Regions from separate parts of the Mus musculus genome. Here regions 1, 2, 3, 4, 5 and 7 are each linked to region 6. The links are chromatin contacts, called in public HiCAR-type and promoter capture Hi-C maps. All regions are on one chromosome and are shown on one strand. The core of a region is the stretch at or near the end of the contact, and the rest is flanking DNA. Distances in the headings are between cores, read along the strand shown.

Region 1 (3,558 bases), core at 282-2,781, 1.6 Mb after region 6:
AATTACAAAGGTTGAGGAACAAAAGACATGTGCTAAGGTAGGATTTCCCAACCTAACACTGTTCACGAATTTAAATAGGAAGGTATCCTCAAATACCCTAAAAAAGACAATTAGTCTGTTGAGCATTTAGTTCAGAAAGCAATGCAGAAGAGCAGAAGATCTTCATAATAATAATAATAATAATAAAATTACCTAATCATTAAGTAGAACAGGAAAAGCCAATACTTTCAGTTAACTTACTTTTAAAAAAAATGGGGTGGGAATGCAGTTTGGGAGTTGAGAGGTCCTCTAGCATGTACCAAAACATGTGTTGGATCTCAGGACAACTCAAAGGTAACAAAATAACCACCCCCAACATTGTACAAGTCAAGGGTACACGGTACACAAAGATTTGGCAGAGAACATACTTTCCCCCCCATTCATAAAATCCAGTAACATTTGTTTATATGCGCCATAATCCTGAACCTCTTGCAAGCAAGGCACCGTTTTTAAGTGCTATTTTCTTCTCTACTCGATGACCGACCTCACCCCTACTATCTATCTATCTATCTATCTCCTCCTTGTCTCTTAGTATTGGTCTCATTTCCCTTGGATTTGCTAGCTTTGCGAAATGTCCCCTGCCAAGCAAAGTGACAAAAAAAACCCAAAAAACCAACCAACCAAACCAAAAACAACAACAACAACAACAAAAAAAACAAAAAACAAAAAACCCAACAACGTGAGAAATGCAAACGGAACTTTGGAAGAGAGAGAGGAGAGAAAAAGAAAGGAGGAAAAAAAAAAAAGAAACTTACTTTCCCACCAATGCGCACTTGTGCCTGCAGTTTGGCGAGTTTCTCCTGGTTCATGATTGTTTCTTTCATCTACAAAGAGAGAGGAAAAAAAAAAATCCTCAGCCAAGAACAAGAACGGCCGGGCCCCCCCTCCAGCATTCCACGCTCGTTATTTCCCGCTACACTCGCAGGAGAACGTCGTCCCCCTCGGGCTGAGGCCTGGATCCCCAATTCACCCCTCCAGGCTCGCCGGGGCGCACAGGGCCCCTCGCCCCTCCCCCGCCCGGCCCGGCCCGGCCTCGGGCTCAGCCCCACGGCGACCGAGCATCCCCCGCTCCCCGCCGCCCTGCCCGGCCTGGGCCGAGGCCTCGCCACGGCCTGCCCGGCCCGGCCACTCTCCGCAGGCCTCGCGGTACCTGAGACTCCCGTCCTCGGCTTCCGCCGAGAGGGAGAGAGGGCGTCGCTTCGGCCCCGGGCCAGCCGCCCCTGGCTCGCCCTCGCCCCCGAGAGTCCGCCTGGGTGGGAGCGCCCGTCCGTCGCATCGCTTTCCTCAGCTCCGTCCGTCCCCTCCCTGCCTCGCTCCTGCCGGGAAACGCCCGCCCCACCCCCAACTCCCGGTCTCCTCCCACGCCGGCGTCCACGGCCTTTTTTCTGTACCTTGTCGGAGTGGAAATGGCGCCGCGCGGGGAACTAAGGTTCACGCTCAGGGGGTCTCGGGCAGACCAGCTGAGAGAAGGCGCACACACGCGGGGACGCAAGATGGCAGCTAGAGGGAGGCCGGAAGTAACGCGACGCCACTTCCTCCAGAATTCAGGAAGCGGAGTTGGCGTCGCCGCGCATGCGCAGCCGGGGGCCGGTCCGCGGCTGTTTCTTTCCTTTCGTCCAGCGGCGGGCCGGGAGCAGCACCGGAGAGCTGGGACCCGCGGTCGCCGTCCGCGGTCCTGGGAAAGGCCGCGGATAGATCGGACAGTGAGGCTCCCTGTAGAGCTGTGGTTAAATCAGTCTGCCCTGTGGCCACCCCGTAGGGCGTCCAGCTTTGTCCAGTAGGCTGCAGTGTCTGCTCAATGCCGGGTGTAAATAAAAAACTATCGAAATCAGCCAGGCTAATGTTGCTTTCCAAAATTAAGTGACTTGGGTGATGTAGAAATCGCGACTCAGAATGTCTAGAAAGCATGTTCGGAATGCTTTCCAGATCTCCACCCTTCAGCAATTCGGTTTATTCAAGGTTGAAACAGGGTAACAAGATTTGTAACCTCTTAACCCTTCTACACCTCTACCATCGACTCCCTGATCTCGAATCGTCATGGATTCGACCATGAAGCATTCACGATGGAGCAAACTTTACCTTGAATTCTTCCAAGATGAATTTGAGCCTGCGTGCTTGGGGGTAAAAACGTGGCTGTGAGTTAAAGTTTGCCGAACTCCAGCACGAATTGTGGTTGTCGTTTTTTTGTTTTTTTGTTTTTGTTTTTTGTTGTTGTTGCATAATTTGATGGTTGTTTTAAAAAGTGTCTCGATAAGTAATCCTGGCTAGTCTGAAGCACACAGCTATTCTCCGGCCTCAGAGCCCCTCTGTCCAATGCTGGGATTATAGTCGTCTAGCACCATTCCCAGACAAATTTTAAGATAACCTTAGAAAATCCCTATATGAAGATTAAAAAACGAAAAAGAAAAAGAGGTTAAGTGAAAATTCTGTGTGCTTAAGCCTTTTTCCAATCTTAGCTACGAAATGTTTTTGAATATTCCAAAGAGAAAGTTGTGTTAGAATTTTTAGAGAATACAATTTATCCAGAAAAGTTGCCGAAATGAATACTCTAGCTAAAATCAATTTTTTTTCCCCTTGGAAACCTTTTTACACAAGAGTTTCTTGCAACAGCGATGAGTCATTTAAAAAATCGGGAGAGACAACTACGTTGCTATGTAGAAAATTGTAACAAGTTCTTTTTCTTGAAACAACAACAATGTTTCTTTTATCCGAACAAGTAAGTTTGTCTCAGAAAACCATGCTTGTTGTCTACCCTATGAAGTACCTAACCATTCTCCAAATAACTGAGATGAGGCAACAGAATTCAGTGCTACAGAAAATATATAAAACATGACTGTGTTACATATGATGGATAAAAGGTAAAACTAGTTCTTTTTGTTTTTGTTTTTTTTTTTTTTTTTTTTTTGTTGTTGTTTTTCCAGACAGGGTTTCTCTGTATAGCCCTGGCTGTCCTGGAACTCACTCTTTAGACCAGGCTGGCCTCGAACTCAGAAATCCCCCTGCCTCTGCCTCCCAAGTGCTGGGATTAAAGGCATGCACCACCACGCCCGGCTAACTAGTTCTTTTTAAAGAAATGTTTATCTGTAGAATATTTTACTCTTCATATTACACTGAAAGTATGTGAAACTTCCTAATCATGATATTTTCTGAATTTTTACATAAAACTCTACAATATGTAACTGATACCTGTCTCATCTTTTAGGCCTATATTCAAGAAATATGACTTAGTTTCTTTTCCCCTATTCTGTCATGGTATAGAAGACTTGTATGATTTTGAAAATCACCAAACTGTAAGGAAGACGATGTTTATTTTGACCCTTGCTGCACCAGGACTTCAGATTTTGCTAATATTTATATACCAGCCTTTTAAAAAACAATCGAAGGACTTTGTTATTGTTTTACTTTTCCTCTAGAAGTTACCATTTGCGGTCTGTCTTCAGGACTACCATTTCCCACTTGCTCCGGCTGTCTACAGCAAGTGTAAAGGCTTGCCTCCCACCCTTTACTGCTCATATAGAA
Region 2 (3,448 bases), core at 699-3,198, 1.7 Mb before region 6:
TACATTTCCAATGCTATCCCAAAAGTCCCCCACATGCTCCCCCATCCACTCCCCCACCCACCCACTCCCACTTCTTGGCCCTGGCCTTCCCCTGTACTGAGACAGATAAAGTTTGCACGACCAATGGGCCTCTCTTTCCACTGATGGCCGACTAGGCCATCTTCTGCTACATATGCAGCTAGAGACAGGAGCTCTGGGGGGTACTGGGTAGTTCATATTGTTGATCAACCTATAGGGTTGCAGATCCCTTTAGCTCCTTGGTTACTTTCTCTAGCTCCTCCATTGGGGGCCCTGTGCTCCATCCAATAGCTGACCCTGAGCATCCACTTCTGTGTTTGCTAGGCCCTGGCATAGTCACACAAGAGACAGCTCTATCTGGGTCCTTTCAGCAAAATCTTGCTAGTGTATGAAATGGTGTCAGCGTTTGGAGGCTGATTTTGGGATGGATCCCTGGATATGGCAGTCTCTAGATGGTCCATCCTTTCGTCTCAGCTCCAAACTGTGTCTCTGTAACTCCTTCCATGGGTATTTTGTTCCCAATTCTAAGAAGGGGCAAAGTGTCCACACTTTGGTCTTCATTGTTCTTGAGTTTCATGTGTTTTGCAAATTGTAACTTATATCTTGGGTATTCTAAGTTTCTAGGCTAAGATCCACTTATCAGTGAGTACATATCATTTGAGTTCTTTTGTGATTGAGTTACTTCACTCAGGATAATGCCCTCCAGATCCATCCATTTGCCTAGGAATTTCATAAATTCATTCTTTTTAATAGCTGAGTAGTACTCCATTGTGTAAATGTACCACATTTTTTGTATCCATTCCTCTGTTGAGGGGCATCTGGGTTCTTTCCAGCTTCTGGCTATTATAAATAAGGCTGCTATGAACATAGTGGAGCATGTATCTTTCTTACTAGTTGGAACATCTTCTGGATATATGGCCAGGAGAGGTACTGTGGGATCCTCCGATAGTACCATGTCCAATTTTCTGAGGAACTGCCAGACTGATTTCCAGAGTGGTTGTACAAGCTTGCAATCCCACCAACAATGGAGGAGTGTTCCTCTTTCTCCACATCCTCACCAGCATCTGCTGTCACCTGATCTTAGCCATTCTGACTGTTGAGAGGTGGAATCTCAGGGTTGTTTTGATTTGCATTTCCCTGATGATTAAGGATGTTGAACATTTTTTTCAGGTGCTTCTCAGCCATTCGGTATTCCTCAGATGAGAATTCTTTGTTTAGCTTTGAGCCCCATTTTTAATGGGGTTATTTGATTTTCTGGAGTCTACCTTCTTGGGTTTTTTATATATATATTGGATATTAGTCCCCTCAAACTTTGATTTCTATGTGCCAACTAGAGATTGCTTTTCCTAGTCTACATTTTCAAAAGTGTCCAGGTAATTTTTGATACGAAGCCAGGTTGTATAACCAGTCGTGTAACTATTAAGAAAATTTAGAGGCTGACATAGAATGTTTGGAGCTAGAAATGTCGCTCCATGTTTCAGCAGCACAGCCAGGGAACGGATTCCTTCGCTTTATACTTCCTGCTTTGGAAGACAGTCCAGGCAATGTGTAAGAACCGGTTTTGAAGTTTACCGAGCAAGTCTTAATTCCATCATGGCCACCTGCTGGCTTTTATCTTTAGACACATTACTTAATCTTTAAGCGGGTCAGTTTCTTGGTCTGTAAAAAGGGAGGCGTTAGGGTTTGGTACAGTCCTTATTCTGTGGCACACAATGTTGGCTGCTTGGTGTACAAGAACGCCACTAGATTCGTCCAGGAGCAGAAGTCTACTGCAGGCACACCCTCTCCATCTGGCTGTTGGGAAACCAGGAGACTTGCTAGTGTGTTTAAGGGGCGCCGTAGCTACACAGGATTTAGACAAGCGCTGGTCCTGCGGCGACATGGCCGCAGCGCACGCCCACTAGGGGGCGCCCGAGCGACCTGAGCTCTTGCGCCAACCGCGCGGCGCCCACGCGCGTGCTCACTGGGGACGCGGAACCTCCGCCTCCGCCGTCGCGGCCTTCAGTGCGGGCGCCCCAACGAGACTTCTGTTTTCCCGCTGCCTCGCCCCAGGCTCACTCGGCCGCAGCCCCAGCACCTGCGCCGCGGCGGCCCTCGCTCCGTGGGCCGCGGACGCCCCGGCCCGATGCTGCGCTGGCTGATCGGAGGAGGCCGCGAGCCGCAGGGCCTAGCCGAGGTAATGCGCGGGGGCCCGGGGGCGGGGCCGGGGCGGGGCCTGCGGCGAGCGCCGGAAGCGGCTGCTCAGGGCCACCTGGCCTCTGCTAAGAAACTGGGACTTAACTACAAACCAGCAGGAGTGACTGCCACTCTTGATTTATTTGAACCGATAAGTCTTCTCAGCCGGGACTCGAATTTGCTTAAGGAACGTAAATTTAACTAGTTGCTTTCCGAGAAGCTAAGTGAGAAAATGATTTCTGTTTATTTAGTACATGTATGGTCTCATCGTCACATTGAAAAAATAATTTTGTCACCTTAAAAATGTTGACATCTGAAATTTACTTCATGTGCCACACAACAATTTGTGTTACACTTCCTTCCTTATAGGAAGCATTTTACAGTTTGGATTATTGCAAACTTGGCAGTTTTAACTTCCTCATAGCTTTGACATTGACACGTGATTTTTTTAAATCACTTATTTTATATAATTTGAAGTCCTTAGGGTTATGGAAGAATTGTGGATTATTGAATGGACACATAACATATATTTGACTATTTGCTTATTTAGTGAATACACTATTTTATTCAGTTCTGTCATACCTGGTAAAACTCTCACATAATTGAGTGACAGCTAGAAAAGAGACCAGATAAATGCAAAACCATCACCATGGGATAGCATGCTGGATCTTACGTTTTCTTTTCCACACAAAAGTACTTCAATTGTGTAACTGCCTTGAATATGTACACTATAAGAGCTGGTGATTTTTCCTAATGAATGAGAGAACATTACTTATGAATTACAGTCAGCCTTCCAGTCTAAGTGATTCTCAGTCCTGGGGTAATCTTGTCCCCAGAGGATAGTACAGTGTCTACTGTTGGCCATGGGTAGGTGTGATGGGGGCACTGTGTATAGAAGAAGGATGCTGCTGTCTATCCTAACACCCAGGAGAGGTCTCAGGAACAGAAACTTAACGTAGTCCAAACTCGCTTGTCAGACTTAAGAAACCTTGGTTAAGAACAAAGCTTCTTATGGTGAAATTGTACTGAATTTGCCTCCAGAAAGGGGGCCAATTGAGACTTCCCCTGTAGAGTTAAGTTACGAGGTGTGTGTCGTTAGCACAGGCTGCTGTGCTGCCTTCTGGAGGACTCTGCATGCAGGACCTGTCCCCCAGTCTTGTCGCCCAGAGGACACATGAGTCTGCTTTCACTACTACATTTAATCATTAAAGCAGACATCTGAGTGCTTGCAGTGGGCTGCGTTTGTCTGTATTTG
Region 3 (3,271 bases), core at 611-3,110, 1.5 Mb after region 6:
CACATGTATCAAACACATATGAAATTCCTGCCCAGTGGAAATCTTAGCCACAAGAATGGTTCCTTATGAGAACACAATAAGAAAATATTTCAGAATTTTCCAAATTATATATATATATTGAAACCCTAACAGGGCTAATGAGATATCACAGAACCTTCGTCGCCGACTCTGATTTCCTTCTGTACCTTTAAGTGTTTCTTAACCGCTTAGAGGCAGACGGTACTTCAGAGGAAAGTCCCTCCAACACACCTGTTAGACAAACTGCTGGCCATTGGCCTGGCTGTGCCGCCCTGATAAGGGAAAAAACAGTCCAAAGCAGAGCAAACACTGATTCTCTGTTCTCCAGTCTCATGTCACATTAGCCGGGACACGCCCCAGAGTCCCTTACCCAAGAACTAGTTCTGTGCCTCAGTTTCCCAAACCACAAAGTATCAAGTATGATGCTATCCAAGTTCTATAATCAAAAATAATTATGCATAATCACTATAAAGTCTGCATCGGAATATCACTTTGAAATGCTACAACCTCTCCAAAAGGCATCTGCAATGTTCTCTTCCTTCAAACACTCCAAAGGAGTTAGCGCTACTATTCATCAAGATTAGACAAACACCTATTTGTTTTAACATTCACATAAAAACTCAAAATAGAGCTATGGAAAGCTTCCCAGGAAAGGTTATCAGAGCTTGAATTATCGTGTTCAAAGTGGTTTCCACAGAGCCTAACTAGGGCAAGCCTTTGATTTTGTTTGTGTTGTTGAGAATAGAATTTCATTTTACTGAGACAGCTTCAGGGTCTAGGAACACGAGAGGGCAAAGTACAGAAAAGCAGTGTGTCCGTTCTTTATAACTGTAATTCTTGACTGCTTGGTGCAGAATCGAGTGCTCAATCTCTACAACTTGGAGTGTGTAGAGGCTGGCACTTGAGCAGGGGTCAGGGAGTCAGATGCTAGCAAACACAGATGTTACCCTTCCCCTGGGCCCACCCAGCTGCAACCAATAGGCAGGCTCTGTGGGCTCCTAAAGTAGTCTCCCTTAGAAACCTAACTGGTGTCTGGGAAACCAGAGCTGGGTTTCCTGGGTGGTCTGAACACCCAGCGTTCACAGAGCTCACAGCAAGCGAGAACGCCTTCTCCACCTGTGACCCCTACCACCCACAACCGAGTATTCCAGAGAAACTCATGGCACAAGCGCACGGATTCCCACCCAATGCTAAAAGCCCCTCCCAAACAAGATGACCATAGATGCTTTTATAAACTCAGCAAACGTTTCCACAAGAAATAAATGTCCTGAACTTGAGACTGACCAGCAGTCTGGGGTACATCCCACACACACACCAAGCATATAGGTGAAGCTGGCCAGAAACACAGATGGGAAGAGGAGAACCAGGCTCTCGAGGTTCACCCTTCTCCAGCCGCCTGCCTCTGATTTCCATCGCTTGCAACTAGCTTTGGTTGAGCTCCGTCACCCTCTGCCCCCTCCCACCCCGCTTGCCCGAGAGGGTGAGGGGTGGCCGCTGCCTCCCGTTTGCGCTTCACAGCTGCTGCCTCCGACCCGGCAGCGCCATGCACTTGTTGCCATCCCCAGGTACCAGGAGGCGGCGCCCATTCCTCGGGCTGCCCAGCCGACAGAGTGCAGCCTTTCACCACCTCTGCAGACCCCTGCGTCCTCGGGGACCCTAGAGAAACTTTGTCCCCTGAGAACTCCGGTGGGCAAACTTCGCCCAGGGCTGCGGGGAGACAAGAGGGATGGCTCCCGTAATCCGCCTTTACCTGGAGCTGTGGCTCGGGAACGCCAGGAGCCCTGGCCAGGCGCTGTCCCCGAGGCCTGCCGAGGGCGACCCGCCGGCCAGCGTCGCCCGGAGCGGGGAAGCCGGTCCCCAGCTGCCCACGCCCCTCCGCTCCGCTGGCCGCACCGAGGGGCGGAGCCGCAGCTCCCCCCACCCCACCCCACCCCCGCTCGCCCGCCCGCCGCGCCCACAGCTGGGGCCACCCCCTGCGCCCCCTGGTCCCCGCCTGCCCACCTCTGGCCAGCCGGGCTCGTCGCCGCCTCATCACATGGCCGCGCCCGCCACCAGCTCCAGGAGGAAACCTGAAGCTGCTGCGGCTCCGCCGCCCCCTCCCTTCGCGGGGCGGCGGCCGGTCGCCTCGGCTTTCCTCCGGCGGCGGGCACGGAGCGGGACCTGCTGGGCCAGGGCAGGGTTGCACCCTAGCGGCGGCGGCGCCCGCTCGCCCCGGGGGCCTCCACGCCCTAGTGGCGCCGGAGGAAGGAGCTGGCCGGTCGGCTCCTAAAGGGAGCCGTGCCAGGCCAGAGGGAGGCTCGGGTTGTCCTCAGCTCAAAGCCACCACACCCGGGACATAATAGTGCCCGGGTCTGTTACAATAGGAAGTACTATTTTAAAACAGCCGACTCCCTCTAATTCATGAGGATGATGGAGGTTCCTCTGGCCCAAAGCTTTGCAGGCTCGATTCCCTATGCGTTTATGCAAACAGGTGCCTAAACGGCACCAACATTTGTTTGTTTGTTTTTGAGAAAGCCATAGCCACTTTTACAACACCTAACAATGTGAAAGGACCCCTTGGATCTTAAAGCACTGAGGCACTTAGCACTGAGTTGTCCCGAGTGAAAAGTCTCGCCATTGTACAGCTTACTATAAAATAAGCTTAAGATGATTATTCCAGCTTTAAAGATAAAATTAAGCGTCTACTTTTCTAAGTTCCTTTAATATTACCTTTATTTTTCTCAAGAAGACAGACCGACTACATGGACAGGAGAGATGTGTTGGCCCGTCCCAAACCATCACTGCCAGATGCCCTGGGCCACCCTCCTAACATACCTGTTTAACCAGAGCCTAAAGAATGGCAGGATGGCAAAAAAAAACCAAAAAAACAAAAAACAAATCAAACAAAAACAAAAAAACAAAACCCAGGGTCTGAGGTCTTTAGCCCTGTCTTAGGGCAAACGCTGCCCTTCCTTCTTTATAAAGGACCTGACATTGGCCTTGCAGTATTGACACTTGTATTCATATCCTCTGATGTCACACTGCAGAACCTTAGGTCCCAAAGAAGAGTGTTCTCCACTGAAGAACTACGAAGTCCCGAAGATAAAAAATAAAAGCAATAACACTTTTCTCGAACATCAATATTTTCAATGTGAAAAAGTCAACTGGAGATTGGCTGAATCAACACACCACACACAAGTAGTTTTCAAGCCTGTTAGCGGAAAAGTTTGTAAAAGAAGCCTTTGTTGATCCCTCTGTTGCTGTTGTTCTTTTG
Region 4 (3,505 bases), core at 137-2,636, 1.6 Mb after region 6:
AACTTAAAAGTGACAGAAGAAGAAAAAAAGAAGGAGAAGAAGAATCTAAGTTCTTAACACGAGAAGCATTCAACTGAAGACAGTCGGGAGTATCAGATGGACGATTATATCGACGATACTCTCTGTCCACTCTGAAAAGCCTGCACAGCCGACATCAGCAGCACCAAAGCAATCAGTTTAACTTATTCTAATTGCTATTTTGATGAAGCAGAGCAAACCAAGGTTCATTCACTTCACACTCACTTTTGCTTTAACATACCAGGAATGCCCTTTCACTACGTACTTCCTATTTAAGGTCAGCACAGGAAGTCATTCTGTCCCTCAGAAATCCCTCTCTGCCTTCCAACAGGTGTTCTCAAACACTATCAAGGGCCAGATGGTAAATATTTTAGGTCTGGCCAACCAACCGACAAAGCAGAAGATATTCTATAGTTAATGACATGGCAAGAAATTTTTTCACTAGTACTCACAAACGCATTTGTTGTTGTTGAAAGGAAATACAATTCTTTGAGGTCAAGGCCTATTTCATTTAGTTTCAAGCCAAATCACTGTACATAAGACAGTATGTTTATCTGCAAAAACCATTATTGGCTCACTAGATAAAAACAGGCACCGGAATAGATCTGTCCCAGGAATAGTACCTCCTAAGTCTATTTTTCAAGAAATGAAAGGTTTTCGAGGAAAGAAGTGAGAAGTAGCGCTGGCTTGCTAAGTTACACAAATGAAGAACAGCATTGGCGGGGACGTGCAAGGGAAGACAGAACAAGCAATGAGATGCTATGAAAACGAATGTTAGGAAAATCACTGGACCAAGTCAGGACCTAAGAAACTGGGATTCACGGAATAACAGGCATTACGACACAAGGTGTGATCAAATAAACCCTGAAGGGTACTGAGAACATGTAAGAGGGAGATGTTTAATTCTACCTGGACATAATGTCATTTCAGCGGGGTCTCTAAGCATAATGTGGCACGATGGGCACAAAAGAAGCAGAGCGGAGGTGCAGAGAGGGACGAATACCCAGCCATCCTCAAATCACTAAAACAGAATTCTGTCCTTGGCCTTGGAGAAGAGATTGCTCCAGGGACTGACAGAGGTGGCTAGGAGAGCGACTACAGAGGAGCAAAGCCTGGGTCAAAATTAAATCGCGGAGGCAGATAAGTTCAGTGATCTCCGGGGGAAGCCCCAGAACAGACGTCCAGGATGTCAGAGATCACAGTGAGGACTGAGCAGAGCCTGGGCCGCCACCGGGAGCCGCCATCGCCTACCTCCGCGGGGCCCCGAGGGTCCACCGAGGCACCGATCCCCAGGACGACTCCCCAGACTTCGCCAGCTCCCTACAGCATACCGCTCTGCAGCACTCGCTCAAAATCACGCGGACAGTCCAGGAGCCGGAAACGCGGAGGCGCAGAGGCGCGTCGCGGGAAGATGACGTGCAGCGCAGGCGCAGAAGGTTTACGACCCAAAGAACTACAAGAAAGCGCCCTGGTGGGCGGGGCCCTGGGCGGGGCCCCGGGCCGCTCTCCAATGACCCGGAACTGAGGCGATCCATGGTTCTCCGAGAGGATGGGCTACGGGGCGCTAGGGAAACAAGAAGCGATCCCTGGGAGTCGTCTCGCCTTCACCGAACGCTCTGGGCTTTTTCCAGAGGAGATAAAAGATAGGAAGTGACGTCTGGGCCCGAAGCAGGCCCGGGGCTCGGGACCGATCTGGCTAGGCCAGGCCAGAGCCGCTCTCCCGCTGAGCTCAGGGCGCGTGTACCACCCGCCTGACCGGCCCCTGTCCCCGGATCCGCTCGCCGCGTCGGAGCGGGAGCGGGTGTCACCCCGCGGCCGTAGAGCGGGAACGCCCGCCCGGACACCTGTCGCCCGTGAGACGCCTTTCGTTTTTTATAGCACCTTTGCCCCCACTGTAGGACAATTTCAAGAATTAGGAAGAACCCGAAGCCTCTGTGATTAGCTTCCATTGGGGACTGTGCCCCCTGCTTGCATTATACTCTCCCTTCCCAGGCGTCTGGCTGGCGAGCCTACCCACCCTTTCTTTCTTAACTCTTTCTCACCATCTCTGTCATTTCGTTTTTTCCCTCCCTTGTGCTTCAAGTCTTGGCGAATCAACAGTCTTTGCTTATCTCTGTAATCCAGTCTAGATAACCGTTCCCTTTTCCTTTCCTGTTCTCTGGTCAAAGACTGGTAATTCCGTCTATTGAAACCTATTGTTCTATAGGGGTCCGCAAAGAGGTGACTATTTTAACCCCATTTTAGGAAGGATTGAGTCTCGGGAAACTCGTGATTTGCATGTCTAGCACATCGAATTAGTTGGTGTTGAAAATAAATTATCAGACCCAATTAGAAAATATGGGAAAGAAACTGTAAAAAAAAAAATTGTCCAAATTAAGATCAGAAAATATGAGGCACTAGGTAGGTTTTGTGTGCGGTGGCTCCTAAGAGTGATCTTAAACCAGGTGAGGGAGGTGGTACACACCTTTAATCCCAGCACTCCGGAGTCAGAGTCGAGGCTACAAAATAAGTAAGACCTCGTGTCAAAAGAAAAAAGATCTCCATCTGGCAGTTTTTTCCCCCTTTAATGGGAGCTTGAAAGGAAGTTTTCAAGAGAATAGCACTGGACATCCCCTGGGAGAACTGGGGAGGAGAGGGGGTGGAGTTGCGGCTCAACCCACACGTGCCTAGAAGAAATTGTTCTTTCCTTAGAAACAGTTCCCATTGAGTGCTATAAACTAACTTTCTGTTCCTGTGGCCTTCTGACAAAATGTAGCAACTTTGTTATGTGATACTTTGTGTGACTGTAGTGTCTTCATGTCTCTCCTGGAAGTTTTGTATTCTTGTATTGCTGCTTACTTACTGACCTCAGTGATGGAGTTGATAGAGCAACATATGTTTCTCCGGATTCAGGAGCTTTCTTTTTCCACTGAGATGAATGTTACTCACCCATTCTACTCAGAAGGCCGTGATAAGGACCAGTGGTTTTTAAAAAGAAGTTTTTGAGATAAAGTCTCTCTATTAAGTAGCTCTAACTGTCCTAGAACTTACTGTGTAGACCAGGCTGACCTCAAACTCCCAGAGATGTGCCTGCCTCTGCCTTCCAAGTGCAGAGCTTAAAGGTGTGTGCCCCTCACACCTGGCTTGTGTAATGTTTCTTGTGTGTATGTTTTCAGGGCATGACTACTTAGTATTGCATGACCAGTTGCTGGGCTCCTTTCTGGGGAGGACTATTTCTCCTGCTCTCTAGTGCTCCACCATACTCAACAGGATCAGTCTTTTGAAATGGTTTTAAAGTGCTGCAGTGGTCATACATTACTGATTCGTTTCTCTCCTAATTCCAGGCAGTTCTGATCATCACACACTCAGTTCCCTTTCAAGGTGTCCAAAGGGGCAATATGCTGTCAAAACAAAAATTCACTGGATCTTCAGTTCTTCCTTTTTCAAGTGACTGTGTATTTGGGACTGTCACATATCCTGTGACACCAATCCATAATCTACATATTTC
Region 5 (3,575 bases), core at 532-3,031, 1.3 Mb before region 6:
ATAAGGACCTCAATTTAGATGCCAGCACCCACAGAACAAGCTGGCTTAGTCTCCAACACATGTGTAAGTCCAGAACTGTATGTGGTAGAGACAGGAGATCCCTGAGGATTGTGGGCAGCCTGACTTGCCAAAAAATGTCAGGTCGTGGTTAAGGAAGACAATCTGTCAAAGGAATAAGATAAAATGACAGAGGACACCTGCTGTCACTCTCTGGCCTCTACATGCATACAGGCATAAATACACCACCCAGACATTATACACACTATATAAAGAACAGGATGACAAAGTCTGATGACGTTTCAGTATCTAGACTAGAGATGTAGTTTTATAAGACACTAAATTATGGAGAAAACATTAGGTTAAAATTAAGTATCTGGAAATAACTTGTTAGGATAATATGCAACTGTTCAATGAACAAGGTAAAACTGTATTGTTTTTTAAGCATCACTGTCAAGCATCTGCCTCACTACAGATTATGAAAATGAAACACATTTCTAGTATCTGTAAGAAAGGCGGATGTACCTTCCTACAAGTGAACCCAAGAGGATAACTGAGGTCACCTTACACATGGAGTATGTTCAAGAGTGTAAAACTAAACTATGTTCCTGCTTTTAAACGTCACTGCTGTACACTATTATCACCCTGACTTTATAAACAGCAGGGAAACACGAGGTAGGAAATGGCATTCTAAGTTCTCAAAAGGGGATGGGTGGGTGTTGGCTCATGCCTGAAATCCCAGCCTAGGAGGGAGTCTGAGTTTGAGTCAAACTTGGGCTGCATTTTAAGACCTAAGCCAGGCTGACCTGCGTAGATTCTCAATTGAATCCCAAATGTGTGTGTTTGGGGGGCGAAGGGGGGGGGCGGTGGAGAAAAATGCAAGCCCACAACCTCAGCACTTGGGAAGTGTTGACATGGATCAAAAGTTGAACTTCAAGGTCATCCTCTGTTACACAGCAAGTTCAAGGCCCCAAATGGAGATTTCGTATCAACCAAAATAAGAATTAAAAACTCAACCAAACAAAACAAATAACAAAAAACTCTTAAACGTGACCCCCCCCCCCAAATAAATGCGCCCATTGCCAGTAGGACAGACGATCAAGACCATGTAGCCCATGCTGAAGTTCATTCTCGCCTGCCCTGAGACAACTGCCCAAACCAATTGGCTGGCACTGGCCAACTGGCTCCACAGGTCTTTGGGATTTTGACCAGCTCTGGGCTGTCATGACTTCCCAGGGTCCGTGGAGCAGGTCTGGCCCCGGCAGCCGCGTACCTGCGTGCGGAGCTCCTGGTTGTCGCTCTCGGCGTTGCGGTAGAGTCGCTCCGTGTGCTGCAGCAGCTTCTCCACCTCCCGCACCTGCCTCCGGCAGCTCCGCAGCTCGCGCTCCAACTTCTCCACCTTCCGCCTGAGCTGCGCCAGCTCCGGCTCCGGAGAGGCGGGCGGCGGCGGAGAAGGCGAAGGCGGCGAGGGCGCCTCGGAGGCCATGCGGCCGTGAGCGCCGAGCCCGCGGGGCGCGGACCGGGCTGCTTAGGACGACACCGGGGCCCACTGGCCCAGGGGCCACTGGAGCGCGCGGGCTGCGAGGGGCGGCCTCACGCTCGGACGACCGCAGCGGGCCCCGGCCATGTCGCCCCCGAAGACGGCGGCCGGGACTGCGAGCTTGGGGACGAAGCCGACTCTACCCGGGCCGCGCGGACACCCGCCCGGTGACAGTCTCCGGGAAGCCAGCGGACGGGAGAACTAAAGCGAACCCAGCGGAAGCCTCTAGTTCCGGGCTGAGCCGGAAACGCTAAGCCGGAGGAGGGCGGAGCCAAGACGGAAAAAGGAAGCGACGGAAAGCTAGAAGGGTCTGATCGCGCTGGTACACGGGGCTAGGAGCTGGGTACAAATTGGTGTTTATGTGCCCAAACAACGGCCTGTGTTTTTACTTCCGATTGTTTCCCTTGTATTGTAGTGTAGGAGTTTGAGTCCGATTGGTGAAATGTTTCCCCATTCAAAATCGAGGGTTCTTCCAATGTACAAGTATTCTTAGAAGTGCACTTTGTAAGTTCGCCTTATAATGGGAACTTTAACATTGAATTCTCTTCCCAGACTAAAGGGATTCACACGACATAGCTTTGTTAAGAGCATGTCCTTTACATAGCTTTGCAAGACCATCACTATCATCTGTCCCGTTCCTGTTACTGGAGGACTACTTATGAGCTCTCCTTTAGTCTGTTACCATAAAACAACCATATAATCGCGATGGTTCTGTAGGATGCCTTTTTTTTAAAAAAAAAAAAAATATGAATAAAAAAACCTTACTTTTATACATAGTCAGTATGTGACCCAGCAAAGCCACTCCTGACTCCCAGTCAACATATCACAGAGAGACTTGGCATATTAATTATAATAGCTAAGTTACAAAACCCGACAAGGTGACTAACAACAGTGTTGTGAATTAAGGAAGATATGGCATATATACGCAATGTATTTTTAAACGATAAATTAAAATAAAATTAAGTTATTTGTAGCAAAATGGTTTATATTTACAAATAGATATATCTGGAGATACGGAATTAAGCCAGTTCCAGAAAAGCAAATACCATGTGTTTTCTCTTACACATGGTTCCTAGGTTTTGTATAGATTTATAAAATCATTTATCTATATTATCTGATCTGCTAATAGCATAAATAGATAAGGATAAAGATAATTATTTTTATGACATGAGAGTAACAGCAACTGTGTAGGGGAAGAGAAGAGATTAGTAAGGGGGAGAAATGAGGCCAAGGTAAAGGAAAGAATATACTTAATGTAAAAAAAGTATGAAAATGCCCTTATGCGACACAGTACTGTGTACAGTGAATATATACGATGGGGCTTTTTAAAAGACTGAAGAGAAGTATTTATTTTCATTTTGTGAATTTTTCCAGTGTTCGGCTACAAAGGTTAAATAAAATCTTTACTCAAAAGTACAGAGTCACATGTGGTGATACAAGCCTGTGATTCAAGTACTCAGAAGACAGAGGCAGGTGAACTGACAGCCTGTGGCAGAGCAAGTCCCTGGCCTGCCAGAGCTGCAGAGCAAGAAAAGCTGAGGCAGGAGGATCCTGGGTTCTTGTCTGGCCTAGGCAACATAGCAATATGCTGTCCTGAAGAATAGCAACAATCTTAGTAAGAAACAAAGAGTTAGGCTTGGGTTTAGCTCAGTAGTAAAGCTTGTGTTAACATAAGTGAGACCCTAGGTTTGATACCCAGTACCAAAACACACATAAACATGTGGGAAGCCACATGTGCCGTTGCCAGGTGGCACTGGCTACTGCTGGCTACCACGCATAAGTTTTGGGCAAACAACCAATGTGTACATATGCAGTAAAGTTTTTTGCCAAGTCACTGCCTGGCCCGGACATGTTAATGAGGTACTGAGAATATAACCAATCAGATGTGAGACATGCAAATGAGGTATGTTAATGAGGTTCTGTGAGGTACTGAGAGAGTAGCCAATCAGATGAGGACCATGCAAATGAGGCATAGTGCTTAACCAATCCGGGTGTGAGACACGCCTCTCCTAGGCCTATATAAGTAGCACCAGTTCTG
Region 6 (3,443 bases), core at 876-3,375:
TAAATCTAAAGCACTTCCAGTCCTCCACCCTTCACCACAAAGCTTCAATAGTCTTCCTTAACGAGTCAATTTTATTCATCACTATTAAAAGTGATTCCGCTGAGAAAAATGTAAATTGCTATCATGAGGAGCCCCAATGTGATGACCAACTAGTAACCCCATACCCACACTACCCCAGGCACACCAGACCTCCCACCCTGCTCGGTTCCCGGGGCCTGGCAATCTTGCCACTCTTCCCTGCACGTACATTGTCTTTTTTTATTATTATTAAATAATCTGAGGGGAAAAAATTACACAAAATCCTGTTCCACAATCCAACCAAGCACAGAGAACCACACCTACCTGGAACTACAAACTGAGCAGTGTTACAAAGGTATGTCAAAAGTAACCGTAATTATAAACTTGTCTCTCAGGAGCACCTCCCATTTCTCTGTGACTAGGCAAAGTGACACCGGTGTAGCAGTTTATGAAAGCTCGGAAGGTCCCTTTTCTGCTGCGCTGCAATAAAAGAACTTGCCTACTTATCCAAATACAGTATACAGCAAACATTTCACAGACTCCTCAAATGGCTGAAAATTTAAACTCACCAGACTTAAATTCTAATTCTATCTAGGAATAGAACCACCAACCACTGCCAAGAGACAGGCTTCTCTGAGATTCTTCCAGTCCATTCATTCTTCCGGTAGTACACAACCCACTCTTTGATTAGAAAATATCTACACTGATATGTGCAGGTTGTCCCTTTGAGGGTAAGACCCCCTAATCCTACACTGTAGCCACGTCTAATCCCAACAGGATGAACACTCAGCATTCTTAACCTACCCATCCATCAAAGGGGGCCATCATCACCTTGCACAGAAAACAAGTTCTGTACCCAACTTTACCATACATTACCAGTTTCTAAGTCCATCTCCTCTTCATGGTCAAGTTCTCTGACCAAAGTATTAAGTGGAACCATAAAGAACTACTATTTTAAGAACTTAAAAAAAAAAAAAAAAGCACAATTTCAAGATAGATTTAAGGATTCAGAAACTGATCCCAGAATATAGCTCACAGTCTACAAATTAGACAAAAATATAGCAGTGTGAGCAAGCACACCCTTTATCTTGCCTGGTCAAGTTCTAGAAAGGCACTACGACCAAGTAAGCCCACAAAACGCAGCCCAATGTAGATCCAAGACTTTTGCCCTACGATAAATAAAATACAAATAAATCACAAGTAACCAAACAAAATGTATTCCCTACTTCGTGTGATGCTTTAATTGTACACAACGACTTTGTAAGTAAAGAGCCAGTAACAGACGTTTCCTGTGCCTTTACAGGCCTTAGCCCGAAAAGATACAACCTCAAGAGAGGAAAGATTTCCATCTGTCCGCTTTCGATGAAAGACTATTAACTTCGCCCAACCTCAGAAGTCTACTGTTTTACTTGCGAACCTCTAAGGCCATTTTCTTCATTCAAACCAAATAATTCCAATAGGTGCATAAGGTAAATTGACATCAGTATCAATGAGACTACGCCCCTTAGGAGAAAGACTATAACATAAAGGTCGAGAGACCGACTTCGGAGGGCTAGCTGTGCCTGTACAGACCTCGCATCCTCCTCCGGGCCCACTAGGAAGAGCACAACCTGCCGTACCCACGCGGATCGGGTCAATTTGCAGCCTACATCTCCATCACTTTAAAGACGGGTCCTGCCGCAAGGCAGCGCCTGGGCGTGAACCCTTGTTCTCTAGGGCTCCCGCTGTCCCCTCTGCCAGGCACTCGTACACGGATGACCGTGACCGCCGGGTCAGCACAGCGCCCTCCGGACTGAACCCACGGACGCCCCGTCGCTGCACTGGCCCTCAGGCCCACCCGGCCCACGGGTTCCCTGGCCGCCGCCCTGCCGCCGGGCCTCAAGGACGTGTCCTCGCGGTCCCCTCGGTTCGCAGCCGCCTCGTGAGCCCAGGCGGAGCGCGAGACCCGCTGTCCCGCCGGTCCCCAGCGTCCGCCAGCTCACCTCCGGATCTCAATGGAGGCCAAGCCGGCCCAGCTGCCGTCTCCAGCCAACGGAGCCCCGGGCGGAAGGAACTGCGCTTACGCACGCTCCAGGCCGCCAGCGGGCCGCCAATAAGGAAGGATCGTCCGATCCCCTAGCCAATCGTCGGGCGGCTGCTCAGCCTGACGGCCTACGTCACGAACGGTCTCCCTAACAACCGCCCACTGCTCGCACCCGGGCGGAGAACGGGCACCGCACCATCTCTCACCACGGCAGAGCCAACCAATGACGGGTCGGGTCCCAGCATCGCGGCCTTCCTATTGGTCTCCGAGCCGAGGGGCGCCTGCAAGGACGCCGCCCGCGCGGGGAACAGGGGATGCCGCGGGTGGAGTACCCCGAACTCAGAGTTTGACCTGCAGGGTCTTGCCCCCGTGGGAAGACCACGGGAGGCCACCGTGTTAGAGTTGGAGCGTGAACGCGGGTTAAGGTTGAAAAGAAAAAGCCCAGTTAGTAGAGAGATCTGTGGGGAAGTAGTAGAGCTCTGAAAAAAAAAAAAAGAGGAATTTAAAAAAGAAAACGAAATGTGGCAGGGACTTGCAGCCCAAACCCCCTGTGACATACCCATCAGTGCTAATGGCTCCGGCTATCTAGGTCACCTGTCGCACACTGGATTCTTGCTGAAGAGTCCCTCTCCAGTGTCGTCTCTGAATTCCCTCTGCTCTCCTGCTGGCTGAAGGCCTTTATCAAGCCCTTAACTCAAACTTGCAATAACCTCTCCTAACTGGTCTTCCCACTCTCGGGTGCTTACACCTTCTGCTTCTGGCGTTTCTGCTGCAGTAATCTTCCTCTTATGCCATACACCTGCCCCTAAATCAGCCTCCAGTATGGCCCAACCCCATTTCACCTACACAACTCTATCCCTGTGTTAGCCTAGAGTAACTTACCCTTCGATTGTACTGAATCGCTTTTGACACCCCTGCTCATGGTCTTAGTTTAGCCCGGATATACCTACCCACTTTAAATTTTGAAATCCTAATTATACCTCAAGGATCATTCATATGCCACCTCCTTTCCTGATTCTCTCAAACATATGTCATATCTCTCTTCTGAACGCCCATAGCACTTCCGTAATAGTCTATGACTTGTCTTACTGTTTTATGTGGAAATGTCGTAAAGAGAGCAATTGGTACATAACTCCTTTTGTTTTTGTGCGCTCTCTGTTTCTGTGTGTGTGTGTGTGTGTGTGTGTGTGTGTGTGTGTGTGCTGCTGTGCACTACATGTACAGAACAGTGCCCAAGGAATAGCAAGAAGAGGGTGGGGGATCCTCTGGAACTGGAGTTACGTAAGATGGTTGTTAGCTGCCATGTAAGTGGAAACTGAATCTGAATTCTCTGAAGAACTGAAGTGCTCTTAACCGATGAGCCATCTCTTAAAACACTATATGTTCAGTAGTACTTTTCATA
Region 7 (3,334 bases), core at 744-3,243, 1.3 Mb before region 6:
TGATTCTGCTCAACTAACACAGCGATAAACAGCTCCCAATGACATATTTTTATACCTGTATGTGAAATCAGTACTTCACAAGACCTTCATCGGAGAAGCTGCTTCTTGCTGTAGATGCTAATTAACACAGACCCACAGCTGGACAGCTTGTAGAGTCAGAGACTTTGGAGCACTCTATCCTAAATGGGATGTCCTCGTCACACCTTCCCCGAGGCTCTGGGACTCTGTGGGAGAGGAGGTGGGAACAGTGTCAGAGCAAAAGGTGTGGGTGACTCCAAGGAGACCGTGCCTTCCAGACATACCAAGGTGACACAGGTGACACACAGAGACTGTGACAACATGTATAAGACCTGCAAAGGGGCAAGCCAGACCAAAGCCCAGTGGAGGAAGAAGTGAGCAAGGTCCCACAAAGAGCCGATTGCAATTTACACCTGCAGGGAGAGGGAGAGAATAGTGAGATATTGTCTACCAACCCACACCAGGATGGGCCTCATGCTCACGGTAGTTGGCCAATACAAAACTGTCTCCATGTGTGATGACTATTCTTGGTTATCAACCTCACTGCATCTGAAACTAGCTAAAACCCCAAAATGAAAGGCACACCTGTGAGGGATTTTTACCTAATTTGAAGTGGGGAGATCCACTTCTAATCAGGAATCTTTGAGGTAAAAAGACACACCTTTAATCTTTTGAGCCAGAAAAACCCCACCCCTAATCTGGGCCACGCCTTCTGCTGGAAGCCTATATAAGGACACGGGAGAAGACAGCTTTTTGCTTTTTGCCACTGTACTCTGGCCTAACTGGCAAGTCCATCGCCAGCGGCGGCGGTTACTCCTGCAGGATTCCAGCTTCTATTGAAGACCAGCTGAGACACAACTACTAGATTCTTGGATTTTCCATTCATAGACAGCTACTGTTGGGTTAGCTGGACCACAGCCTGTAAGTCATTCTAAAACTTCCCCCTTTCTCTATATAAAGAGAGGAATTCGGTTTGTAAGTTCTGTTACTCTAGAGAATCCTTACACACTTTTTAAAATGTGTTTTCGTTCATTTGTTTGTTTGTTTTACTGGTTTGCTGGGTTACAAAAGAATATGATCAAAATATATTGTATGAAAACATTTAGGTCAATCTTGAAAGAGGGGAATCTAATAATCTCGCCATTGCAAAAGTATTCCTTTCGTGATACCCAACAAGATTTTTCTTTTCTCTGAAATTCTTGGCATAGAAGAAAGTCAACAAATAGGTCTATCAGGTGTGTGTGTGTTTAAGTGAGGAGGGTTATAATATTTCCACTGCAAAACACGTGCTCTGCATGAGCAAGGTGCTCCTCCCCAGCGCCACTTGAACCAAAGCAGTTAACATGGATTGTATTACCTACAAAAGAATTTCTTGGTTTTTTGGTTTTTTGTTTTTTTTTGTTTTTTTTACATTTATATCTTTTTGCTTATTGTCTTCTAGCAAGGCTTCGTGCCCATTGTTCATGTGACTTACTTTGACTAATAGAATGTGAGCAGAGCAGTATGTGGGCTGAAGAGATGATTGGGGTGGGGGGGCGGGGAGTCGGTTACCGCCGATCCATCGCCCTCTTCTGGATTCCACTGACACTGCACCCATGCATGCACAGACACCCACCACCACCACCACCACGCAAAAACACTAAATTAAAAAGCAACAAATTAGTGACTTTTGTTTTGTTTTTATGAATGAAGGGCAGAACGTGCCAGCTGTGCGTTAAGAGCTAACTGGTGCGTTCTTGAATTTGGCAAGTCACTTCCTTGCGACTATTTATAGATTAAAAATCTGTATGGTGGGAATATTTGAACGGCTGGAACAGCAAAACGCTACACAACAGGATTGCCCGTCAGCCTGCAAAGCCCCAAGGCTCTCGCCCGCACCTCAGCGGGCTGGTCTTGAAAAAGGTTTCTCTTTCCACCTGGAGCGTGGAATGCAGAAACCCGCCTTAGAACGCAGCCGCTAGCGGCTGATGTAACTGTAAATCACGCAGACGCTGTTAACTGAATATAATGAAGACAAAGGTAGTTCCCTGTGCTGGTGGTTTGGGTGGACACCTTTTCCTCCTAAGACCTTGATTGCAAGGACTTCTGACTAGTGCCATATCAGAGGCCTTAATCTGTAAGAATGCGAGCGAGCAGTGCGCCCAGCTGAGGATCTGGACCCGCTGAATCCAAGGGCTTGGAAGGTTAACGCGCAAACGTGCAGAGCCACGGTTAAAACGCTTTCAGCATCCCTGCGCTATTATTGCACCGTTTAAAAACCTCCGACAGATTTCAATTCGTTAAACTAGTTCTCCATCCGTTACTCTAAACTCCTCCCGGACCGGATGGTTTAGCAGCGGCGCCCCGGCGTCCAGACCACGCGTCACCGCCCCCCATGGACGCCCCGAGACGCGCAAATTGAGCGCTGTGTCTTTAAGGGGGAATCGGCCTTTTCCGTCCAGGACAAAATGTCTGCGAGGAGCCCGGAGGCGAGGGGCGACCATCGCGGCGTCCGGGTGAGCGTGGCTGGCTGGGGCTCGGTGGCGTGGCTTGGCTTGGCGGGAGCGACCGCAGGGACACCAGGGGCTGCAGTGATCTCAGGGGCCCGCGGGGACGTCCGGGATCGGAGAAACCGCGGGGTGGAGGGGTGCGGGGGACGCCACGCAGGACCTCGGGGACTTCGGGAGCCCCTAGGCCGTGGGATCCAGGGTCGCAGCCGCGGGGTCTGCAGGGGATGCCTACCACCCCAGGCTTGGCGGAGGGGCCCAGCCTGCGGGCTTCCGGAACCTTCTGGAGCGTCTCCGCTCTCTTTGGTTAACCAGCTCCGGGGGGTGGGGGGTGGGGAAGAGGGGGAACTGTCCCCGTAAAGTTGCCTCGGTGGAGAGTGACTTTGAGCCTCATGCGCTAATTGCGACTTGGTTAATGTTTCCCACCTGTGTGTGTGTGTGGAGGGGGGGGGGGGGGCTGTAAGAAAACCGGTGTAAACCAGAGTAAACCAGAATCTCCTCCTCCACTGGACACAAAAGAGTTTCCTGATCCGGGCCTGGCTCACTGGAGCCTTTGGTTGTGCAAGCCTTCTGTGGCCGGCTTAAAGCTTTACTAAAAAGAATAGGATTTTCCTTCATTGGAAAAAAAGTACCTGCCATTGCTGAGCTCCAAAGGTGTTTAGAACAGCTGTTGAATAGTTTCGTGAGTTGAGATAATTAGTGGTGTTCTGAATTTTTTATTTTATTTTTTTTTTTAAGACGGGGTCTGTTTCCTTGGGTGACCTGAAACTTGCCTGTGTAGACCAGGCTGACCTGGATCTTACAGAGACTACCTGCCTCTGCCTCCCAAG

Evidence for each region. Promoter capture Hi-C pulls out the DNA fragments that hold promoters and counts their contacts. HiCAR-type assays count read pairs that join an accessible place to other places. Capture Hi-C pulls out chosen DNA fragments and counts their contacts.
Region 1: a contact with region 6 is called in a HiCAR-type map of astrocytes, with 4 times the contacts expected there. The contact joins the promoter of Btf3 here to the promoter of Hmgcr in region 6. A contact is called at or near these places in 1 of 39 promoter capture datasets (the C10 cell line), 1 of 484 Hi-C or Micro-C datasets (muscle stem cells), 3 of 115 datasets of contacts at active chromatin or transcription factors (astrocytes, pancreatic cancer cells and pro-B cells) and 1 of 9 other capture datasets (liver).
Region 2: a promoter capture Hi-C map of pre-B cells shows a contact between it and region 6, with 4 times the contacts expected there. The contact joins the promoter of Wdr41 here to the promoter of Hmgcr in region 6. A contact is called at or near these places in 1 of 39 promoter capture datasets (pre-B cells) and 2 of 9 other capture datasets (adipose tissue and liver).
Region 3: a HiCAR-type map of astrocytes shows a contact between it and region 6, with 3 times the contacts expected there. The contact joins the promoter of Arhgef28 here to the promoter of Hmgcr in region 6. A contact is called at or near these places in 2 of 39 promoter capture datasets (embryonic stem cells and stem cell-derived epiblast-like cells) and 1 of 115 datasets of contacts at active chromatin or transcription factors (astrocytes).
Region 4: a promoter capture Hi-C map of pre-B cells shows a contact between it and region 6, with 2.4 times the contacts expected there. The contact joins the promoter of Utp15 here to the promoter of Hmgcr in region 6. A contact is called at or near these places in 4 of 39 promoter capture datasets (the C10 cell line, hippocampal neurons, liver and 1 more), 5 of 484 Hi-C or Micro-C datasets (B cells, CD4 T cells, CD8 T cells and 2 more), 5 of 115 datasets of contacts at active chromatin or transcription factors (astrocytes, bone marrow-derived dendritic cells, embryonic forebrain and 2 more) and 1 of 9 other capture datasets (liver).
Region 5: a promoter capture Hi-C map of neutrophils shows a contact between it and region 6, with 5 times the contacts expected there. The contact joins the promoter of Aggf1 here to the promoter of Hmgcr in region 6. A contact is called at or near these places in 12 of 39 promoter capture datasets (the 3T3-L1 cell line, the C10 cell line, the HPC-7 cell line and 6 more), 4 of 484 Hi-C or Micro-C datasets (CD4 T cells, CD8 T cells, granulocyte-monocyte progenitors and 1 more), 5 of 115 datasets of contacts at active chromatin or transcription factors (astrocytes, bone marrow-derived dendritic cells, double positive thymocytes and 2 more) and 2 of 9 other capture datasets (adipose tissue and liver).
Region 7: a contact with region 6 is called in a promoter capture Hi-C map of adipose tissue, with 2.7 times the contacts expected there. The contact joins the promoter of Zbed3 here to the promoter of Hmgcr in region 6. A contact is called at or near these places in 3 of 39 promoter capture datasets (embryonic stem cells, liver and pre-B cells), 1 of 484 Hi-C or Micro-C datasets (muscle stem cells), 3 of 115 datasets of contacts at active chromatin or transcription factors (astrocytes, large pre-B cells and microglia) and 2 of 9 other capture datasets (adipose tissue and liver).

Annotation. Positions count from the first base shown.
Region 1 is chr13:98,315,436-98,318,993 of GRCm38.p6, forward strand. Btf3 (basic transcription factor 3) reads right to left here and starts at 1,532. Exons shown (of 6, transcript NM_145455.3): 1 at 1,190-1,532; 2 at 795-863. The coding sequence starts at 1,315. It overlaps Gm9828 (predicted gene 9828), which reads left to right and starts at 1,681. Exons shown (of 4, transcript NR_137279.1): 1 at 1,681-2,174.
Region 2 is chr13:94,974,396-94,977,843 of GRCm38.p6, forward strand. Wdr41 (WD repeat domain 41) reads left to right here and starts at 1,949. Exons shown (of 14, transcript NM_172590.3): 1 at 1,949-2,194. The coding sequence starts at 2,144.
Region 3 is chr13:98,204,305-98,207,575 of GRCm38.p6, forward strand. Arhgef28 (Rho guanine nucleotide exchange factor (GEF) 28) reads right to left here and starts at 1,861. Exons shown (of 36, transcript NM_012026.2): 1 at 1,769-1,861.
Region 4 is chr13:98,261,606-98,265,110 of GRCm38.p6, forward strand. It overlaps Utp15 (UTP15 small subunit processome component), which reads right to left and starts at 1,387. Exons shown (of 13, transcript NM_178918.3): 1 at 1,270-1,387. Ankra2 (ankyrin repeat, family A (RFXANK-like), 2) reads left to right here and starts at 1,471. Exons shown (of 8, transcript NM_001271388.1): 1 at 1,471-1,871.
Region 5 is chr13:95,373,576-95,377,150 of GRCm38.p6, forward strand. Aggf1 (angiogenic factor with G patch and FHA domains 1) reads right to left here and starts at 1,782. Exons shown (of 14, transcript NM_025630.3): 1 at 1,271-1,782. The coding sequence starts at 1,483.
Region 6 is chr13:96,668,811-96,672,253 of GRCm38.p6, forward strand. Hmgcr (3-hydroxy-3-methylglutaryl-Coenzyme A reductase) reads right to left here and starts at 2,126. Exons shown (of 20, transcript NM_008255.2): 1 at 2,001-2,126.
Region 7 is chr13:95,322,832-95,326,165 of GRCm38.p6, forward strand. Zbed3 (zinc finger, BED type containing 3) reads left to right here and starts at 1,994. Exons shown (of 2, transcript NM_028106.3): 1 at 1,994-2,513.